Linked DNA regions of Zea mays: region 2 is linked to region 1. The links are chromatin contacts, called in public Hi-C maps. All regions are on one chromosome and are shown on one strand. Each heading gives the region's core, a stretch centred on a gene start, on an enhancer-like site or on the middle of the called end of the contact. The rest is flanking DNA. Distances are from core to core; before and after follow the strand shown.

The links. A called contact is a pair of places that touch in the nucleus more often than the background predicts.
Region 2: a contact with region 1 is called in a Hi-C map of ear, with 1.8 times the contacts expected there. The contact joins the promoter of LOC100193878 here to the enhancer-like site in region 1. A contact is called at or near these places in 2 of 25 Hi-C or Micro-C datasets (ear and leaf).

The regions. Positions count from the first base shown.
Region 1 is chr8:94,972,766-94,976,794 of Zm-B73-REFERENCE-NAM-5.0, reverse strand. No RefSeq gene overlaps it. Among protein-coding and RNA genes, the nearest start is that of LOC100275244, 16 kb to the right of the region's middle. Within about 2 kb of position 1,659, at least 4 of the 20 cell types and tissues checked have an H3K27ac peak or open chromatin away from gene starts, as enhancers often do. A contact at or near this core is called in ear, where this site is marked.
Region 2 is chr8:95,192,220-95,196,248 of Zm-B73-REFERENCE-NAM-5.0, reverse strand. It overlaps LOC100193878 (60S ribosomal protein L11-1), which reads right to left and starts at 2,394. Exons shown (of 5, transcript NM_001138955.1): 1 at 2,332-2,394; 2 at 2,124-2,231; 3 at 1,812-1,854; 4 at 1,535-1,730; 5 at 1-232. The coding sequence starts at 2,334. The coding sequence ends at 37.

The DNA of each region.
Region 1 (4,029 bases), core at 410-2,909:
GAGTCCACGGAGGTCAAGATTCTGAATCTCACATAAAATTATAAAGCAGATGAGCTTTGGAGGCGGAGAAATCGGTGGCAGTAGGTTAGAAAGAGCAGTAAATGCTCGTCGGTGGGGCCGATGGTGTCGTATAGGTAAAAAGCGCAGTAGTCGAGGAGCCAAGCTTTACACACTCGCTGGTCTGTGGACCATCATGGTGTCCACCTTCTAACTGATAAATATGTATTTGAGCAATTCCGTTTTCGATAACGCGCTCAAGGAAGGTATTTTTTGGACCTTCGGTGTAAGGCCCTCCTTTTGTATTTTTCGCAGTTTGGGCCCATTATAGAAAACGAACTTATCCCACGAGGGACTACTGTTGGGGATGTGCCGAAGGTCCTCAAACTAATGAATCTCAACTATCTTCGAGTTTGTTGAAGGAATAGCGGAATGACCTTCATCGTGGCGATCTCCACTAATTAAGGAAACATGTGATAACTTCAGCGCCAATATTTAGATGAAGCCCTTTGGAGTATCTGAAGCACATAATTAGGAGACGAAAGGGGATTCAAACAGCATGCATGACACATTTCGAGTGGGAAGACAACGACACCCTCAATATTTTCTATAGGTCACATGTATAGAACCTAAGGACATAAATGTAATTTCACACGAAGTTGTACGTCACCCCACCACTGTAAATAGTGGTACAATGCCCATGCATGGAAGACATTTCGTTGTTCACGTATTCACTCACGCACGGATCACTCAACGTCCAAAGTTGTAAGGCACAAACGTCTTCGAGTCACCTTTGAATATTCCGAAGGTAGCATTGTAATCATATGTAACTAAAAGAAACAAAATATAATGATGAAGCTTATGTTGTACGACATGTATACTATCATACCTTTATGTTATACTTTACTGAGCATTCTTACTCTATTATTTAACCTTCTCCCTTTTGATCTACTCATTCATCATGAGCTAATCAAAAAGGGGAAGGAATCATGTTAATTTAACTGTGTTTCCCTATTTTAGTTCTTCATAGAAATCTTAACAGGTGCCCAACAAGACTCAACTTGGAAGGTGTAGGGTGTGTTTGGTTCCCTTGGCATACCCTCCACTAGTAGAAAAGAGCTCAAAGCGTGCGGTGGAGTCTTATTTTTTACATTTGAATTCGTTTACAGCACCAAATAGTCAATTTATACTAAGATTGTTCCAATATGTGAGCAACAAAATTGTAATATAAACATAAAGCAAAAAGTGATAGGCAAAGTGGTAGAGTATGCTACACGCGAGGGTGAGGTTGTGTGTTTGATTCCCCCGGCCGTGTAATTGCAAATTTTACGTGAAAAGTGTCGTGACTTACAACTTCAATGGAGACGGACAGGTTTGGGTGAAGCCTCCCCTAATATATATATATATACATATATATATATACTATTTTTAAACTTTATTTTATGTTTTCTAAAAAATTGATTTCCAGTGGCGGTTATCAGTTATCCACTTTTACAAATAAATATTTGTACTCGCCTTAGGTCTTACTACTAAGGGTTCTGAAAAACAGTAGTACAAATACGTTCTCAACCATTTATATAGAGCTTTTCTATACTAGGGCTCAGAAAAGACTATTCATACACCACATAGTTGATTGGATGCCTGCGCAGGGACCAAAGCCTGGCGCATGCAGTCGTACGCTACGAGCTTGGCCAGCTGCAAACGCAGCGCGCGAGCTTCGCTGAGCGGCCAGGCTAAGGCGAGCACGAGACTTGGAATCCAATAACCTTTTTTACTTTCTCATGAAGTCATGATTACCATATTTAGTCACCAAACTAATTTCATATTTATTTTGTTGTAAATTTTACAAACAAAACTATTACAATATAGATTTTGCAAAAAAAATAATTTCATTATATATTTTTTTATTTTAAATGTACGCAATCAACCAAACAAAAGCTCACCTAAACCCGCATACAACTAAACAATTAATAATGATTGCATATATGGATACTGGTCCAACTGAGCTCACAGCATATGTGATTGTATCCCTCCTCGTGCATGCTCTCATCAAAATCCTCACATGCAACGTTGAATTGTACCTTCGTCGTCTAAATGTAATCTTACGGGATCGGAAGAAGATCTATTATTAGAGAATTCTCCCTAAGGCTTTGTTCGGTAGCTTGGGATCTATTCCTCAAGCTGATTTGTTCCACTTGAGGAACGAGTGAATCCCTTTCATGTCACTTTAAACCCTACGGATAACCATGCATTATGGCACTTGTGCCCAGGTTCTTATATATTACTGTATAATATACATGACACGCCATTGTTCATCCTACATACATGATACAATGGCAGGCAACTGTTTGACTCATCATCGCTGCAAAAGTGGGCTGATGTGGATAAAGAAACAAAGTTAAAAACAAAGAATTGGATATCTTTCTGAACAAATGAATTGAATTGACGACATGAACTGAAATGAACTGAACTGTATATCTTTTTTAAAAAACAAATAAACTAAACTGCTGACCTGAACAAATGAACTGAACCTACGCCCCTTCTATTTGTCTGTCTCTCTTGCAGGAAATGCTGCTTGCCTGCTTCCATGCTCCTCTACGCAGCCCCCATGTATGTATATGTACTGAATTGAATTAATACTATATGGATGCATTATCCGAAATAATTAGTCGCCCCCCGCTCATCACCTGTACATGCTCAGACTGATGTTCAGATGGGTGATAAGGAAGGAGCCCCTATGTCCCTATTGGATCCAATTGGTTCGTTTTTTGCACGTGTGCAGTCATCTGTCAGGCTAGCCTCATTGTCATTGCAAGTTTCATGCTTCAGTTATCTATCTGCCCAAGATCGGTTCAGGACATTATATGATTGATTGTCGTTTGGATTATAAGCAGTTGGTTGATATCAACAAAGTTTGAAGAATTACAGTGTTAGTTCCGTTCACAACTATTTTGGTTCTGTTATGTAGTAGATCCTAAATAGCTTCTGATATTCAAGTTAACTATGATAAGAACCAACCAATTTTATCTAACCATAGTAGGTATTTGATGATTGCATATAAAATATATTTACTTATTATCTATCTGTGACTACTAGACCATGCAATATTTCTTTTCTGGCGATTAACATAATAAGTGAGAGAAACATATGTGTTTGCTGCTTGGGCCATTACAAAACAAGATTTTCCACTAGCGATATTTAACTCTAATTAAACAAGCTTTCATGCATTCCAGAATTGGACCAGAATTCTTTTCATTCGTATTAACAGAGAAATGACGGCTTGTGAGGTGCTCATGCTATAAACAACATTAGTACGGTGAGGCTATACATCAATACCTGTGCTAAGCACTACCGGAATCCAAGGCTTTACCGAGTGTTGAAATCTTTGCCGAGTGCCGCACTCGGTAAAGCTATACTCTCGGCAACGAGGCTCTTTACCGAGCGCTCGACACTCGGCACAGGCCGACACTCGGCAAAGACTAGTTTGCCGAGTGCCAAACACTCGGCAAAGGGGGCTCTCGGCAAAGGGCCGTCAGAGGCCGTCCCAAAGCTGACGGCCGTCAGTCTTTGCCGAGAGCCAGCGGCTGGCACTCGGCAAAGAGTATTCTTTGCCGAGTGTCACACATCTAGCTCTCGGCAAAGACCTCTTTGCCGAGTGTCATCCCTAGACACTCGGCAAAGTATATTTTTATTTTTTTGATTTTGTCTCCCAAACTTTTTGTGGTATGTTCCTACACTATGTAGACCTACATGTATCATTTGTGGATAATTATAACAGAGATTCAATCGTTAGTAGATTTAGTTCGTTTATTTGAATTTCTTCGGAAAATTCAAATTTGAACTGCAGGTCATTCGAAACTTGGAAAACCGTGCATGAAAAAATGATATTCATGGTACTTAGCATAAGTTACGACCGATTTCAGAAGCGTACCGGAAACTTCGAGCAACATGCTCACTAAACATGGCCGTGAACTTGGCATCCACGTGTTTAAAAATTGTATAAAACACAAACAAAGTCAGAAAATCATGAAA
Region 2 (4,029 bases), core at 1,145-3,644, 220 kb before region 1:
AGAATTAAGGGCAAGTCGTTTGATGACTATCAATGATTACGAGGTGTTTTGGGCCTTGTTGAGGATGACACCCTCGTACTTCACCTGGAACCACTTCATGGCGTCTTCTTTGGTCACCCTGTGCTGGATGCCAACACGGGACTTGCACCTGCGCCGACGTGCAACACGATAACCAGCTCGTTCCAGAACGACGTAAAAGTCCATGCCATAAATACCAGTAGACGGGTCATACCTGGGAAAAAACAGATGAGCAAGTTATTTACAAGCAATGTGGTGATACCTGTAATCCAGTGTCCGCAAAGATATCCAGTTCGAACATAAGATAGTGAGAGAGTCATATCCCAGATAGAAGTGAACTGACAAAAGAACTTCACTCCCTCCATTTCAAAAAGATTGTAGTTCTACATTTTCTATCATTGACCATCATTTCCTAAAATATTAGTACCATTTAACATCGGAATTATATCTTGGGCAAGTATTTCCCCAGATAAATCTAGAAACATAAAGCTTATGATGACTGTTCAAAATAGGGGTAGCATTTTAGCAGTCAACATTACTGTTCAAAATGACTGACTGCAGACAATAACCAACAGTTACCAATAAAACAAAAAACAGCAATCACACTCAGACAGTGACTTTGCAAGAATATTTTTCTTTATAATTTTAGCACGATGTGTGGTTGATACACAGAACTGCACAACTTTAGACTGCAAAACTAAAAGCTAATCCACCTAGTAAAACTGAAACAAATCTTTTTCTTTGTCTAATTGGGCATCTCTAGTGTTTTACTCTCTAGATACAGGTCATAGAGAAGCTAGAGGAACTACAAGCTCTAGTGTTTGGTTCATTAGGAATTTCTAAGGCCAGACCCACCAGATGAAATGTATTATTCTCTCATTAGTATTGCATGGCTCCCTCCATGTCCATGCTTGTGTAAACTCAAAGGTGCAGAAAGAATTGGTTTTCTGTTCTTTGAAATGGGTGGCAAATTCTAGCACCCATGCTCAACATAAATACACTGTGTAGCAAATACAAACTGATATTCCATAATGTATCACTTAAAAATTAACACCTAACGAAATGAAGTGTGACAGCAACATTAATCAAAATAGGACACCGCAGAGAACATCATAAAGAAAAAAATCCTTATTCACCCATGTGACAAATTAAATTGATAAAAAGGCATATTAGTCATCAGCTCACAGCTAAGTAGGCATACAAGGCATGACCTGCAATCAATAGGGCATATACAAAATTATAACATGGGCAAATTTGAGATCCAATGAACATGGTGAATAAAACCATCATCACAGTTTAAATTTGAATTGTCCAGCGGTATCTTATCTTTACCTAGAACTACACTGAACTAATATAGAATTCAAAAACTTGACACATGAATAGCCAGTTACCTCCATTATACACAGATTCAAATAAACATGGGTTTCTATACTTGAGGAAACCAAACCATATAACAGTGCAATATTTCAATAGATCATTTGCGTGAATTGTATATGAGATAAAAAGATCATCTTACTTGATTCCAAGATCAATGTGCTCCTGAATACCAAAACCAAAGCAGCCAGTATCACTGAAGTTCCTCCTCAGAAGCTCATACTCCTTCACCTTGAGGCCACTCTCAAGAAGCTGCATTGCCTTCTCACCCCTGACCGTAACGTAGCATGCAATCTTCTCATTACGACGAATACCGAAAGACCTCACAGTATACCTTGCTGCAAGAGCACCCAATCATCGCCGTTACCAACGCTGATATAGAATCATTGATTAAACGAAACTTGACGAAAGAATGTTACCCTTGGAGAAAACCGGAGACTGCCCACTCAACTGCTCCAACACCTATGATAGCACAGTGGAAAACAAATTAGCAATCGAATAAACCAATCAGCCTCTAGTAATCTAAACAGATAACAAATTCCCTCCACAATCATGAGATTAAACTGCCTAGAGCACCATGCGGAGTTCTCTTTATATAAATGACAAGCGGTACATCTATAAGCTCGGGCACCATACCACAGCAAAGTCGAAAAGAATGGGATCCCAAATGCGCATGCAACAAGAAAAATAATTGCTGTTAGGCCTGTAGAGTTCGAGCCGAGATGAAATACCTTGGCGGCGCGGGTGAGTCGATCTCCACTCTCTCCAACGGAGATATTGAGCACGAGCTTCTGCACCTTGATCTCCCGCATCGGGTTCGACTGCTTCTTTTCTGACGCCTGCGGAACACAAACGAGTCAGCAACCACTGTGGTGTCAGGAGGAAAGGTGCCAGAAATGCCGAGCATTTCGCGTCGCCGGCGTTGTAGTAGGAACTCACCATGGCGATCTTGAGAGCAGAGACGGCGGCGGAGGGGAAGAGATGGGAGGGTTTTGATGTTGGGGTGTGGCTGCGGTAGCGGAAACCCTATAATCCCATTTCTTATAGTGCTGGCGGTTGGTGTTAGGACCGTCCGATTAGGCGATGGACGGAGTCGATCAGCAGCGCGATTTTGTGAGTTGCAACAAGTGTCTTCCACTAGAAAAAATGGGTGATTTAGGAGAATCAGGATTAAACATTTGAGACCATTTTATGCACTACTATGATGGGAATAATCTATATGTTGTTGTTTCATATCTTTTTCCTGTATATGGATCCTACTTATTGGTTTGTAATAAAGTTGAACTGCAAAGAGTAAAACAGACCATCGCCACAGACCACCAACTCTCAGAAGACAAGAATCAGTTTACTTGCCAAACAGTTTTAAAAATGATTCTGATTTTCTAGGAGAATCAGGAGGATCAGCTCCTCACGAGGATCAGGATCTAGAGCTAAAGAAGCAGGAGCTAGAGCTTTGCCAAACGGGCCCTTAGGGCTTGCTTGGACGGTGAAGAACGTCTTCTTCAATAGATTACTAGGTATATGCCCGTACATTGTCACGGAAGTTAAAAATTGGTATAAAACATATATACGGAACGAGAAACATCACTATAATATAGATATGTGCCCATGCGTTATCACGAGAGTTAAAAATTAATATAAAACATAGATAGAGAATAACAACATCACTATGATATGCAAGGAATAGAATAATAATAGTACGATGATGTTGTCAGCTTAAAAACATAGAATCTAGTTTCATCACCGATAAGATCATTGTGGTCCAGTGTTCTTAAGTCGGTAAGGCGAGCAAGTAAACATGACCACTGTCTTAACGCCTAGGCGGGCAAGGTGCCTAGAATTATCCAAGCGCTTGGAGTCCTACAAGACGCCTTAAAAAGACTGTTGTGGTCCCAGACAATGAAATGTGGTTGCCTTAAAAAGCTGAGAGCGTTGACGAAGGGAGCTCACCTCCATCAAAGTGCAGCGTGGCGTCACAAATGTGCCTAAAATTCTTGCATGAACAAGAATAAAGATCAAGTTAGTCCTTTTTTACTGAGGACACAGTTAAAGTCCTAGCAGTACAGTAGACTTGTTTTCTGCATGAACAAAGCTAAAGATCAATTTCGTCGCCCGCGATAATAACTCGAGTTTCCCTCACGGCTGCTTTCACTTGATTCACTCTGAAATATAGCAGTAACAATAATCTGCTAAGCAATGTCTGCTGCTCATTATGATTTGCATGAATCGAGTATAGGAAGAAAGGTTAATCTAATAACTACAAAAAAGACTTATCAATATGTTATTCCGGCTAGACAAGTGACCACATAACGTTAGAATATTCTATTCATCTGATCACTTCAATTACAGTACAACTTAGCAACATATATTTTTTGCTAAACCTACAAAGCAAAAGATTGTCTAAAATGGACGTTGTATACTGGCCTGAAGCTTGTTTGCAAGTGGTAACTCATTTGGTTGCTGATTGAAACAGTTTAAACTCAAGATCAAACTACAGAAATCGTTGTGTTTGTCTCCTGTCCAAACAATGAATATAAAACTTTGGCACATCCAAATATAAGAACACAATTGATCTCATATTTGTATCTAGAGTCTCGGCGTGAATAGATTAGAATACATAATTTGGTAGAACTGGTC